Linked DNA regions of Sus scrofa: region 1 is linked to region 2. A link is a contact called in public HiChIP or PLAC-seq data. All regions are on one chromosome and are shown on one strand. Each heading gives the region's core, a stretch centred on a gene start, on an enhancer-like site or on the middle of the called end of the contact. The rest is flanking DNA. Distances are from core to core; before and after follow the strand shown. Region 1 overlaps LOC106510102. Region 2 overlaps ATP1B1 (ATPase, Na+/K+ transporting, beta 1 polypeptide).

Evidence for each region. HiChIP or PLAC-seq counts read pairs in DNA pulled down with a chosen protein or histone mark.
Region 1: a contact with region 2 is called in an H3K27ac HiChIP or PLAC-seq map of skeletal muscle. The contact joins two enhancer-like sites. A contact is called at or near these places in 2 of 47 Hi-C or Micro-C datasets (both in skeletal muscle) and 1 of 2 datasets of contacts at active chromatin or transcription factors (skeletal muscle).

Annotation. Positions count from the first base shown.
Region 1 is chr4:82,360,989-82,368,133 of Sscrofa11.1, reverse strand. LOC106510102 reads left to right here. Exons shown (of 9, transcript XR_002343354.1): 2 at 4,815-4,935; 3 at 6,014-6,078. Among named protein-coding and RNA genes, the nearest start is that of XCL1, 72 kb to the left of the region's middle. Within about 2 kb of position 4,948, at least 2 of the 83 cell types and tissues checked have an H3K27ac peak or open chromatin away from gene starts, as enhancers often do. A contact at or near this core is called in skeletal muscle, where this site is marked.
Region 2 is chr4:81,912,826-81,919,058 of Sscrofa11.1, reverse strand. ATP1B1 (ATPase, Na+/K+ transporting, beta 1 polypeptide) reads left to right here. Exons shown (of 6, transcript NM_001001542.1): 3 at 126-281; 4 at 1,886-2,070; 5 at 4,604-4,684; 6 at 6,059-6,233. Among named protein-coding and RNA genes, the nearest start is that of ATP1B1, 21 kb to the left of the region's middle. Within about 2 kb of position 1,593, at least 1 of the 83 cell types and tissues checked has an H3K27ac peak or open chromatin away from gene starts, as enhancers often do. A contact at or near this core is called in skeletal muscle, where this site is marked.

The DNA.
Region 1 (7,145 bases), core at 3,699-6,198, 450 kb before region 2:
TCAGATGTCTGTATTTTACAGAGACAGATTCTTTTTCAGGTGCATCTTGGGCCAGCTCCTGAGTGGCCTCAGATGGATGGCAAGCATATTGAGTCTTTAGAGTATTTATATTGTGTGTGTGTGTGTGTGTGGGCACAGGGGGTGGTGAGTGGACTGCTGCCCTGCCTCCATCGTCAAACATAAGAGTGACAGGGAAAATCTGCTTCTAAATTTGAAAAATGAGTTATTAACCTTTATTCCAATGCCTGTCCACAACAATCTAAGGCAGCTTCTGTCTGGATTCTCTCTGTATAATACCATAGAAAAGGTCAAAGTATTTCTTCCTCTGCTTTCTCAGTCAGCGGAGATGGTTCTATACCAGGCTTAGAAATTACACTACTTGACAGAGGGGTCGGTTTCCTTTCTCCCAGCTCTCATCGGTGAGTTCAGACTTGTTGCCTGTCAGGTGCAAGAAGGAGGACAGTGGTCCCTTCTTGCCTCAGGCTGATGCCCAGGGGCTGTGCTGACCTGGGAAAATCAAGGCAGTTAAGATGCTGAGGGTTAAAAGGCCCATCACATGTGGACTGATTGAAGGAGAGGCTACACTGGCTGAGGATGCATTCATGCAGGCTAATACTCATATCCAAATATTTGAGGGGCCATAGTATAGAAGAGCAAGAGTAATTATTCATTGCTCTGAAGGCTGAGAAAGGGACGCTTGCCATGTTTGCGGCAGTTGCAGGGGACAGATGTTGGCACAGTATGAGAAATCATTCTATCAGGATTGCTGCCAATATTCCAGTGGGCTTCCTGAGGCAAACTCCCATCACCAGGTGTGTTTAAACAGAAATGGGACGGGCACCTACAGATTGGTTGGTGGGACTCCTGTCCTGGCAGAGGAGGGCCTCAGGGCTTCTAAGCTTCTTCTCTTTGTCTTATTTTCCCTACCTTTTTGTTCAGGTACATTGGAGATAACTGCTGTTTTCTGTTTGTGGGAGCTAGAATGGAGCCAGGAGAAGCCGGCTATATGGTTTGGGCTCTGATGCTTAAAATTACTTTGCAACCTCAGAGTGCTACAACAACAGGATGTTCTTCTGGGCCTTATTATTTTCTTTCTTACTTGTTTTTCATATGGAAGTTCCCAGGCTAGTGATTGAATCAGAGCTACAGCTGCTGGCCTACCCTGCAGCTGCAGCAATGTGGGATTTGAGCATCTTCGACCTGCACCACAGCTCATGGCAACACTGGATCCTTAACCCAATGAGTGAGGCCAGGGATAGAACCCACATTCTAATGGATCCTTGTCTGGTTTGTAAACTGCTGCGCCACATAGGGAACTCCCTGGCCCTTGCTATTTTCAGTTTTGAAAAGTATGATATCTGGAGCATTGTGTACTGTTCCCTAAGGACATTTACTTTCCAGTCATCTGAAGGTGGTAACAAGATTTTGTTAGGTCCTTGTGCCTCCTCTTTCCTGGGTGCCCCTTTCCTGTGTATCTAGCATACTGCTCTGTCAGAGAAAGCAAGCAGGAGACTCTGTTGGACAAATGTTTGGCAAGTGGGAGGCAAAGAAGCTGACCCAACCCCTCCCTGTCAGGAAAAAAACACTCAAAATGTGTTTGTAGTCTGTCTGGGTTTTAATGTGAGATCCACAGTGGAGGAAACTGAGACTGTTCTTAGCCATGTCCTGCATCTCCTGTGTTCTCCATGGGGAGTGACCTGTGAACTCCCCCCCCACCCCCCGGCCCCACCCAGGTGGCGCTCAATGTTCCTGAAGCCTGTGCCAGGGCAGTTTGTTGCAGCTACTTGCATGCTAATGACCAAGACCCACCTCTTCTCACAACTGCCTATTCTCTAGGTTCAGGTAAGTCTGTTCACCTGACCTGCTATTTATCAGTGCTTAGCAGCAAGAACCATCGTTTCTTTGAATTGCTTTGAAGCTCTGTTATAATGGGGCTGTGTGTCTACTCTCTCAATCCTCCAGTTTTGGGAAAGACGGACAGTCCCATCTCCTATTTGGGACCTTCAAATAATGAGGGTCAAAGTAGATCATTCAGCATGGCAGAGATAGTCTCTGTTCCCACGTTAGTCACTTGAATGCCTTTCAGTTGGCCAAACCCTCCCTGCCACCCCCTTTCCCAGCCCTGTGCTGTGTATACACCTAACTGAGGCCAATGCTTCAGCCAAGGAATGGACAAATTTAGCTAGTCCTGTGTCTGCCCCATCCCAACGGTGGTGTAGAGCTGCTGTTTCCCCACAGTCTGCTGCTTTGGGTTCCAACCTCATTCTGAACAGATGGAGGAAGATTTGAGCCCCTGATGTAGTCCTTAAAGCAAGAGATGGCACAGGTGTCCTCTCCAGTTACAACCACTGCCCATGCAAGTGTTTTCCCTTGTCATTTCTCTCTCTCTCTCTGTCTCTGGTACACACGCATACACATACCTGAACAACCACATCTGTGTAAAAATGTGGATAACTCTTGGAAGCCATGGAAAATTTAAAGTCTGGAATGAAATTCAATGATGTGAACACACAATATGGTGAAGATAAATCCAGGCAAGGGGACAACTGGGGTTGGATGACCAGAGTGTTCATAGTGCGATCATTTCAAGAAGCAGAATTCACTGTTCCTGTAGGTGTGCTGGATAAACCTGTTTTTACAGACACTCCAGTTATGACAAAATTTGGGTATCATATTATAATGATTAAGGGGAAAAATAAAATTGTATGAAAGATTGCAAAAAAAAACCCCCAAAACACCCTTACACATAAAGCAGGCTCTATCCTCAATCAGCATCTTCTAAACTTCCTTTCTCCCTTCCTTTCTTCTCTTGTTTCTAGCATGTAAAGACATTAACAAGGAAGAACAACAACTTTACCTAGCCTGATTTCTAAAGAACTAAGGTGTACATACCTGAATGAATTGTTGGTTTGATATATGTCTTTGACATTTAGGGATCCAGGTCCTGGAGTCATGGCATGAAAAGAAGTTTGGGCAAAATGCAGAAGGCATTTGGGAATGAGAAGATTTGTTGGTGAAGATCTGATTCCTACTCCTGGAAAGGAGGCTTGTCAGTGAGGAAAGATTTTCGAACGAGGAGTGGGAGAGCTGAGAGGTTTCGTCACAGACCAGGAAGTGCAAAGTTAAATCCAGGGCAGCTGGGCCCAGAGTTACCAATAATTCCCTAATTCCTACCCCTGGAAATGTTTCTGCTATTTATTTTTCATTTTTTCCCTCTTTTGTTTTCTTTTCCCCTTAGCTTGCAGTCTATTCTGAAACAAACCCAAAGCGGCTTCTGATGATGTCATCCTTAAACAATGATAGCAATAATATTTATCACTTGTTATATGACTGAAAATGTACCAAATACTTCACATCTTATCTCATTGAATTGTCACAATGCACATGTAGGTAGATACAATTATGATCCCCAAACTACATGTTTAAAAAAAAAAAAGAGCTCTGAAGAGGTTAAGTGACTTTCTTTCCCAAGGTCACACTCCTAGTTAGTGGCAGAGCAGAATTAGACTCATCAGACTAATGAATTCATTTATTTAACAAATATTTATCGAAAGCTCTTATGTGAAAGCCATTATTCAAGGAGCTTGAGATACAGTGGAAAAAAAGAGAAACAATAGAAAATCCCCCCCCCCTTATAAAGCTTATATTCTACTGGGAAGAGACAGAATGATAAACAATTGAAAATAGTTAGAGTGTTAACAGGAGTTAAAATGAGTCAATGAGGAGTTCCCTTGGTTAAGGCCAGGGAGTCTGGAGCTCAGTAGGTGGGGGTATTGAGGAATTGGGTACCAATGGAGAAGTGGGCAGAGCTGAGCATGTTCAGGTTTATTTATCAAGAATATTTCACAAGGAGTTCCCGTTGTGGCTCAGTGGGTTAAGAACCTGACATAGTGTCTGTGAGGATGTAGGTTTGATCCCTGGTCTCCCCTTACCCAGTGGGTTAAAGATCTGGTGTTGCTGTGAGCTGTGGTGTAGGTCACAGATGGGGCTAGGATCTGGCATTGCTGTGACTGTGGTGGAGGCCGGCAGCTGCAGCTCTGATTCCACCCCTGGCCTAGGAACTTCCATGTGCTGTAGGTGTGGACTAAAAAGAAAAAAAAATATATGATAAGGTCATCAAATACTTCCATAAAGAGGTATGTAATGTTTGGTAGCCTCTTGATTTATGTTTAAAAAGGTCACTCTGACCTTTTTAAAGGTCTTTTTTTGGGAATGATTCTTAGTGAGGTCAGTGTGTGAACAGGGACTCAGAAAGGAGGCTCTTGGGTAGCTGGGATAAGAGATATAGTGCCTCTCATGGGGATGGGATACCAGCAGAGATGGAAAGAAGATGCAGGGTGCTTTAGGGAGTAGAGGTGAATGGACTTGCTGATGGATAGAGGAAGTGGGCAATTGGATGAGAGACAGGCTCAGAGAAGCTGCTGGGTTTTGGCTTCAGCCATCGCTGCATAGGAGTGAATTGATCACTGAGAAGAGGAACAACATTTGCCTGAAACTTTATGATTTGCAAAGGACTGTCAGCTATATTATCTCTTGTTTTTACAACAAGCCTTGAGAGGTAGTAAAAATATAATCTCTGTTTCACAGACAAGATAATTAAGCCTCTGAGAGGGTAGATTTGTTTCTATCCACACAGTTAGTAAATGGAAAGTCTGAGTGGGAAACTTGGGCTTCTAGATGCAGCGGGTCTGTTGCTTATTTCCCTAGAGAATTGTCCCCCCGAAAGCCAGAAGGAATCCTGTACACAAGCACAGTCTCCATCGCTGAATAAAGTCACACATTTTGATTCTTCTCTACTATTACCTCTATTTCAGGTTAATTTACCTCATACTTATAACTTTGACAATCAAACAGCTTAACAGCTATTTCAGACATCTATTCCTGCTAGAGGATGCACTGTCCCTATTTTTGGAAGCCGGCTGACGCAGAAGAAAGGTAATGTGATAGAGAACCTTTAGACCCTTTTAAATCACCAACGCAAATCACCACCAGATTACCAAGGATCTAAATATGTACTGTCTAATGACGTTCATAAAGATGCCAGCACACCGTTATGTTCCTCTTTGATGTTTTAGCAGTATTTACATAGAATTCTAAAGAACTACTTTCCAAAAAAGAGTTTTAGATATTCTATAGATGTTATCGCCACTGTTTTTTGCAATAACCCTGAATAGCTCAGGGAGGTCAATCTCCTCAAACATCTAGAAAGAGCCTGTTTGAATATTCGAATCCTAGTCTGTAAAGTCAAAGGCCATGCTGTTTCCACCATGACACTGTTTATTAGAGGGAAGAAATCCAATTCTGGTCCCTTTGACATTTAGTGTCCTCCCTCCTCACTAGCCACCTCTAGTGATGGTGAGCAGGCACAATTCACCACAATTGGTTACTTTAGTAAATAATTTTCAATATAAGTGAATTAAAATAAAATGTTATCAATTTTTCCCACTAGAAATTTTTGCTAATGTCCTGGGAATTTGCAAAATCAGTAATCTGTTGACTTTAGCTCTATGTCTGTGATACTGCCTTACTGATAGCTTTCCAAAGAAGATAGTGGGTAATCAAGGCAAACTCTGTGGAATTTTGATGAGCACAAACAAACCAGGGTAACATTTAAATTATGTGCAGCAGGTAAAATCTAAGTCTTGATATTTTCAGTGGAAAACTAGTTTGGAATAGAGAAAAAAATAATTTAATATGTTACTATTAAACATAAACTTGCTTTGGGATTTTGCTTGCTTTCATCATCAAGTAACTAGCCCTAAAGTTCTCAGCCAGGCTTGGATTTAGGATGTCAGGCTCTGGTAGTGAGAGCTAGATGGTGCTATAGTATAATTGCCAGCTGCCCAATTACTACCAGTTTGTCTGACTGTAATGAATGAGGGTTCTGGAATATGAAATTCAGCTCTGTGTTGCTCGTATTTTCTGTAAGTGCAATATAATACAACATAAAATGAAGAATTTTATCTTCTCTCTCTTTCTCCCCCCTGCTCTTTCCATCTGATATGCCTACCAGCCACCTCCCCCCGCCGCCGCCCCAACAGACACGCACTTTGCTGACATTTTTCCTAGAATAAACAGGTGAGAATCACTATTCTGGGTGGTCTGACTGTTTCCAGAGTGACAAACGCATCTTTTATCCTATGTCCCAGATTCAGCAGTTCTTTTTCTATCTAATCAAAGAGGGCTAAAGTTTTTATAGGTCATATGTGAGATAAGGTTAGTGCCAACTTACATGAATGGCTTGTAGTCTTGCAGGAAGGACAATGAATGGTATTTCAGAGTGGGAAGGAGACATTGGACGTTTTTCAGTTCAATTTCCCACTTGGGTTTGATGTAGTTCATTTTTTGAGTTTGAAAAAAAAAAGTACTTCCAGATATTCCAGTTTATTTGCAAGGGTTAAGGAAGGCCAGGAATAAGTTTCTGGTATAGGAAGGCCCATGACTGTGTGCTCTTACATGATAGTGCATAATGCTGGGAAAATGAAGGACCAGAATGTTAACAGAATGGTACCTTCCAAGTGTGTGCTCCTAATGTCACATGCTATCCTATAGGAGGAGCCAAACCATTCAACAAATTCAGCTGAAGCATTTAAGAAAATGAGACTTTTTGCTTCCCACAACCTCTCTTTCTTTAGTCCCTGTCTCTACAGCTTCTAGTTGTCATAAATGTCACAAATACCTCACCTATTCTTGATATAAGAACATACTATACAGAGCATACAGAAGAGAATGACTATGATGAAATAGATGATGAATTTCTGATTGAGGGCCTCTGGGAAATTTTCCCTTCCCTCAATTTTTCCTCTTCAGCCTGCCTAAGGATCACCCATATCACTCTCCAAGATGAGATTTATTTCTGAATTGAGGCCATGTTTACTTCATAGGAACTTGCAAAAACACACACGTTTGGCCAAACAGCATGCACAGGATTCCTGAAAACAATTTAAAACGAAATGATGGAGTTCCTCTGTGGCTCGGTGGGTTAAGGATCTGACATTTTCTCTGTGGGGATGTGGGTTTGATCCCTGGTTTGCTCAGGGGGTTAAGGATCTGACATTTCCACAAGCTGTGACCAAGCTAAGAAGACATGACCTTATAGGGAGAGCAAACAGGGGATCAGGTTCCTGATGAAAGCCAAGCCAAGT
Region 2 (6,233 bases), core at 344-2,843:
TTTTCAGTGAAATGGAATTACCAAATACATTTTATGTGTGGAAAGTCTGCTTTTGAATTATCTTGGTTGACTGCCTTCTCACTAATGATTTTCCCTGTGTTTTTCTCACTTTCTCCCTGGTCTAGGATTAACACAGATTCCTCAGAGCCAAAAGACTGAAATTTCTTTTCGTCCTAATGATCCCCAAAGCTATGAATCCTATGTGGTAAGCATAGTGAGGTTCCTGGAGAAGTACAAAGATTTGGCGCAGAAGGATGATATGATTTTTGAAGATTGTGGCAGTAAGTAGACATATTTTAGATGTTTGTGGTTGGTTTATTCTTATTTCCTGTTTCTATTTGGTATTTAATGATTGAAAGATATGCCTGAAATAAGTAAAAGATGGAACTCTGGCCATATTGAGAGGGTCCTTTTTTTAAAAAAAAAACAAAAAAAAACAGGAAGACTTTTTGGGTTGGGCTTGTATACAGTGAAACAAACAGTATAGCCTCAAGTATTACTGTTATTTGCATTTGAAAGGGGTCTTACTTTTGAACATTCCCAGATATCTCTGGTTCTACTCCTCAAAGACCATAGTTAGATCCACCGGTTTTGAGAAGTACAGTTGCTTATATTGTATTGTCCAGATTTCTGAACCATCCCTCCCCCAACCACTAGTCCCTACAGAAGAGTTCACAGGGACTTCTCTTACTGAAATGACCCTTTGGCCTGATTAGTTGTAACCACACTGATATCGATGAAGGAGTGTTTATGGTCAGGGTATATTTTAGAGACCCTGGCTGGGGTAGATAATGAAATATCTGAGCATTTGGATGAGGGAAGTGACTGATGAGTGTAGAGAGTAGTTCTTAGTTTCATTAAGCCATTGACATGAATGCACATCCTCCCGCTTGCCACCTGGAGTATGAATTTCCCAGCCTGTTGGCATCCCTACCAAAACAAGATTCCACAAGTTACCAAGTGATTATCAGTTTTTCTGATTCAGTTCAAATACAATTGTTAAATGGCAGATTTTTGTGTAATGGGGGGTAAATTGCCCTTTTAAGTCATTTTGAAAGAAAGATTTTCACTAAATTTTTCTCATTAGAATTTAAATGAGATTTTCATCTTATTTTATAGAAATTAAAATATATATATACACACATATATACATACATAGATATAAAATTTATGGTATTTCCATCAATCTGCAGGATGCTTTGTTTTAACCTTGAATTCGATTTGCATTTATCCTTTCCTTGGCTCTGAAATAAAGAATGCAACAATAAAATTTCTCCATTGAACAAAGGCTTATAAGAACTCCGTGTTAAAAGAAAAAAAACTCAAAAAAAAATTGTTTTAACCATGAATTGTGGTTGAAAAGGAAAAAAATAATTCTTTCTTATTCCCTTTTTACTGTTTAACCTGTCAGTTAGGGGCATAGCTCCACAAAATCCTGACCAAGAAGCTTCCAGTTCTGAAAATTGGCAATCTTTTTAGTGTGTGTTCTAATTATAACGTTCCTGTTATTGAGCTAAGCTGACGTTGACCTGTGTAAATGATGCTACTCATGAAGAGCGATCCAATTTCCTTTCGGTCTTCTAAACAGCGGAGTCATCCATTATTTAAAGGAAGAGAAATACTGGCAGAGACCAAACATCATGTGCTGCTTGTCAAGCACTATGAAGCTTTGGTGTGGGGTCAGGTACTAGCTATTGCTTTTGGTAAAATACCTTTTAAGGTCAGTGAAGAGATGAGTGATGGCTGCTGGAAATCCTTTCTAATTCAGATGATACATTAAGTACAGAGTAGCCCTGTCTTAGAATAGGTCATGGTGACAAGGAACAGAGTCCTGTCTTTCTCAGGGAATTGTTGGTACAAGGGAAAATGGTGTTTGCCTTTTCAGATGTGCCCAGCGAACTCAAAGAACGAGGAGAATATAACAACGAACGAGGAGAGCGAAAAGTGTGCAGGTTCAGGCTCGAATGGTTGGGAAACTGCTCTGGATTAAATGATGAAACCTATGGCTACAAAGATGGCAAACCCTGTGTCATTATAAAGCTCAACCGAGTTCTGGGCTTCAAACCTAAGGCAAGTAATATTTTAAATCATAGAATTTAGATGAGTCAGTCACTTTCGAAGTCCTTAAATGGTATGGAAAGAGAATAACAAGACTTCTAAAGGATACTCAGTGACATCTTTGAAGCTCAGTCAGTAGAGTAACACTGAAAACCTCTGTAGTCACCTTGAAATTCTTAGGTCATTAATCTCATTTTCTCAAGTTAGAGAAATTCTGTGAGGCAAAGCCAAATTCTGATGGAAGTCCTGCGGCCCCGTTATAGATTTCCATAATGTAATACTATAACATAACCTCCTTAAAAGTAAAATTAGAGAAAGGTGTCTTTAAAACCCACCTGCGTGTTGAGTCATACTCAGATTTTGGTATTCTTGGAACCATGGTATTTTTTTTTTTTTTTTTAATGATCTGATAATCTGAAAGAACAGTGTTTTTTTTTTTGTTTTGTTTTGCTTTTTTCCTTAATGAAGATTTCATTGCAAAATTAGAAGTTGAGTACTGTCTAGGTTGAACTTTGATAATTATGCTGTTGGCTTTTGCCATGATTGCAACTTATAATGGATAAATATTACTGGAAATGACCAAAGATGGCAAATGGCCTTTGCTCACCATTTGCTAAGATGATAGCAATTCTTTCAAGTTAGAAGGAAAAATATATGGGTGTTATCTCTGCTTTTCTAAAGCTGCTCATTTCATTCTTTCTCCCAGATCATGAATAATATCCTTTTCTCTTAAGCATATTTTCTTCCAGAAGGTTTCCCCAGTTGTTCATGTGAGCATTGCCATTAAGAGGGTAGATTTTGGGTTTTTTTTTTGGCTTTTTAGGGCTGCACCCATAGCCTGTGGAAGTTCCCAGGCTAGAGGTCAAATTGGAGCCTTTGCTGCCAGCCTATGCCACAGCTACAGCAACATGGGATCAAGCTGTGTCTGCAACCTACACCACAGCCCACAGCAATGCTGGATCCTTAACCCATGGATTGAGGCCAGGAATCAAACCTGCATCCTCATGGATGCTAGTCGCATTTATTTCCGCTGCACCACAACGGGAACTCCTGACTTTGGTTCTGATAGGAATTGACTGCAGTATACAGAGATACATGAACAAACTTGCTTCATTTTTTGGAGACTGGCTCTTTTGTTCATTAATTTTCTATCATATGCTATTAATTTGTTTCCACAATGCTTGTTACCCATGAATAATATTTTCAAAAGAAAATGAATGTAGAGATGAAAAGTCTTATTGATGCAACTGAATGATGTATCAAAGCTCCTTTACTGCCACCAGAGGCAAAATGGATCAGTGGGTGGATGGATGGTTGCCTGGCTGGCTTGACGGATCTCCAAAAATAAATGTATCTTGTGACAGAATTTTAATCCTCTTTCCACTTAAGACTAGGATATAATGGAAGAAAAATGCTGATTACCATTTTATGACACTTATAATTGATATTCATATTGCTAGGAAACTCTTCACTGAGAAAAACCAGCTAAGTAGCAATGAAAGGAACTGGTGCCATGTGTCCAAAGAAAGGACTAATCATGATCTTTGCTCTCTGAATCCCTCACTTTTGATAATTCCTCTTCATAGACACTGAATGATATTTGTCCCCTACAGAGGCAATCCTCCTAGTCTATTGTAATTCACATCTCTTTCTGGATCTATAAAGATATTCTGTTAAAGGGTTGAATTCAGCTACTCTTTCTTTTCATCCTTTTTCTTTTCTTTTTTTTTTTTTTTTCCCCCCTTTGGACTCCCCTTGGTTATCCATTGCCACTTTCTGATTCCACACCCCATCCCAAATCCCCAATTCTTTTGTTGGTCTTCCAGGGGTAGATAGATGTTCATTATACTTCTTCTGAGGTAGATGTGAGCTGGGGGTGTAGGAAGGCAGGCTCTTGAATATTTCGCTTTAGTGGTCATTTTCCAAGTGTGCTATGGATCCCTTCGATGGGTTCACCGCTTCACAAGACCTCTTTATTTAGGACAATGCCACCTTGACTATTTAACAAACTGGACTTTCTAACAAAGCTGGCACTTAAATGACAGTGCCTTCGCTAAAGATTAAAAAAAAAAAAAAAGTGTGTGGGGGAGAGAAGTTTTCTTGAAGGCAACACACTTGAGGGAAAAGGATGGCATTATTTATTCATGACTCAGGAGGAAAGACCAAGTTTTATAAAAACAAATGTCAACCAAATTTTCCATCTAATTATAATCTTAGCAAATGAGGGAGTATTTCTGAGTTGGCTCTTATTTTTTCATTGTCTTTGAATAAAGCCTATAATGGGTTACCATTAGAAGTTCCATTTAGTACTCAGCTACATCACAGCTTATTTGTAGTGGTCACACAACTTAGGCATTTATTTTTATTCAAGAAAATCACAGCATGACCTTTCCTAGATTGGTTAAGGGAGTCATTATTTGCTGTCCTCAAGTGTTTTTATTTCATTTGGCCAAAGTGTAATTGTTTGGGCTACAAGCAAGCTGTATATTTCAGAAATTTAAAAATTATTTACAAACTTAATGACCAATGTGCGTTTTATTTTTAGCCTCCCAAGAATGAGTCCTTGGAGACTTACCCAGTGATGAAGTATAATCCATATGTCCTGCCCGTTCATTGCACTGGCAAGGTAAGGAGCCCTTCAGAGTTACTGAGGGTAGTGGGAGGGTGGGGCAGGGAAGAGGGGACAATGAATGAGATTGTTTTTTAAGTTAGAGGTAAAGCTTTAACCTTGGAAATAAGAAACACTGCCCCTAGGAATTAGTCTCAGTCAAGTGAGTTGCAGCTATACTGGGTAAATCTTAACAGAAAGCTGTAAGAAAAATAAAACTGTGTGGGAATTTCCTGGTGGCTCAGTGGGTTAAGGGTCTGGCAGTGTCACTGCTGCAGCTTGGGTTGTATTGAAAATTGGATCCCTGGTCTAGGAACTTGCACATGCCATGAGTGTAGCCAAAAAATTTAAACATTTTAAAAAATAATGAAACTATGTCAGTTTTTCCCCTGGAACAAGAAACTGAACTATTCCACACAAGTGCTTCTGTGGCCCACATGCTATGTTTAAGATTTGAGGCCAACTTTTTTTTTTGGCAATTTTATATTAAAAATTAACTTTCTTGGAGTTCCCACTATGGCACAGGGCTTCTGTGGCCCACATGCTGTGTTTAAGATTTGAGGCCAACATTTTTTTTTTTGGCAGTTTTATATTAAAAATTAACTTTCTTGGAGATCCCACTATGGCACATGTTCTGTGGTGGCAGGGACATGGGTTTGATCCCTGGCCCAGTGCAGTAGGTTAAGGTACAGTTGGTACAGCTGTGACATAGGTAACAACTCTGGCTTGGATCTGACCTGGCAACTCCATATGCCATGGTGTGGCCAAAAAAAGAAAAAATGTTTTTGGATTTTCTTTTAAATATATTAAAATATTAGGGTAGCTGTCAGCACATATTGTCTTTAAATCTGAAAACAGGTGCCTGATGGATTATTTAGAGAGAAGCAGAATGAAGAAAGGGAATCCCCAAACAGTCCAATTTTATGTTGGCACCAAAAAAACAAATGGATACCAAAAAATTAAAGGCAGAGAGTTAAATTCTTAATGTCATTGAAAATATCTCCCCCTGAGCCAACCCTGAAAGAGTTTCTGACTTTCACTGTTGGCCCTACTTCTAGGAGGTTGTACTTGAAAAAAGGTTTAGTTGGTCTTTGCTGCAGTTCCCCATGGGTACAGTGAGAATAGCCTCCTTTTACGACCATTTCTCAAGGCTGCTAAGGATCAGGCCGAGTATGTGTCAGTTCCTCCCATGTCGGAGCCCATGTCCTCTAGTGGTTAATGTCCACTTCCTTCTGAGAAGGATTGAGCTAGGCGTGTCAGAGGGTGGCTGGTTTCCTCCAGCGGTAGTTTGCAGATGGCTTTGTGAGACTAGAGGGTCTTACTTTGTAGGCGAGTACACATAGTGATCCAGGATGTGAGCCATTAAAATCTCATTTCCTCTCTGGTTTTTAGCGTGACGAAGATAAGGAGAAAGTTGGAACCATGGAGTATTTTGGCCTGGGCGGCTACCCTGGTTTTCCTCTACAGTATTACCCTTACTACGGCAAGCTCCTGCAGCCCAAGTACCTGCAGCCCCTGATGGCTGTGCAGTTCACCAACCTCACCATGGACACTGAAATCCGCATAG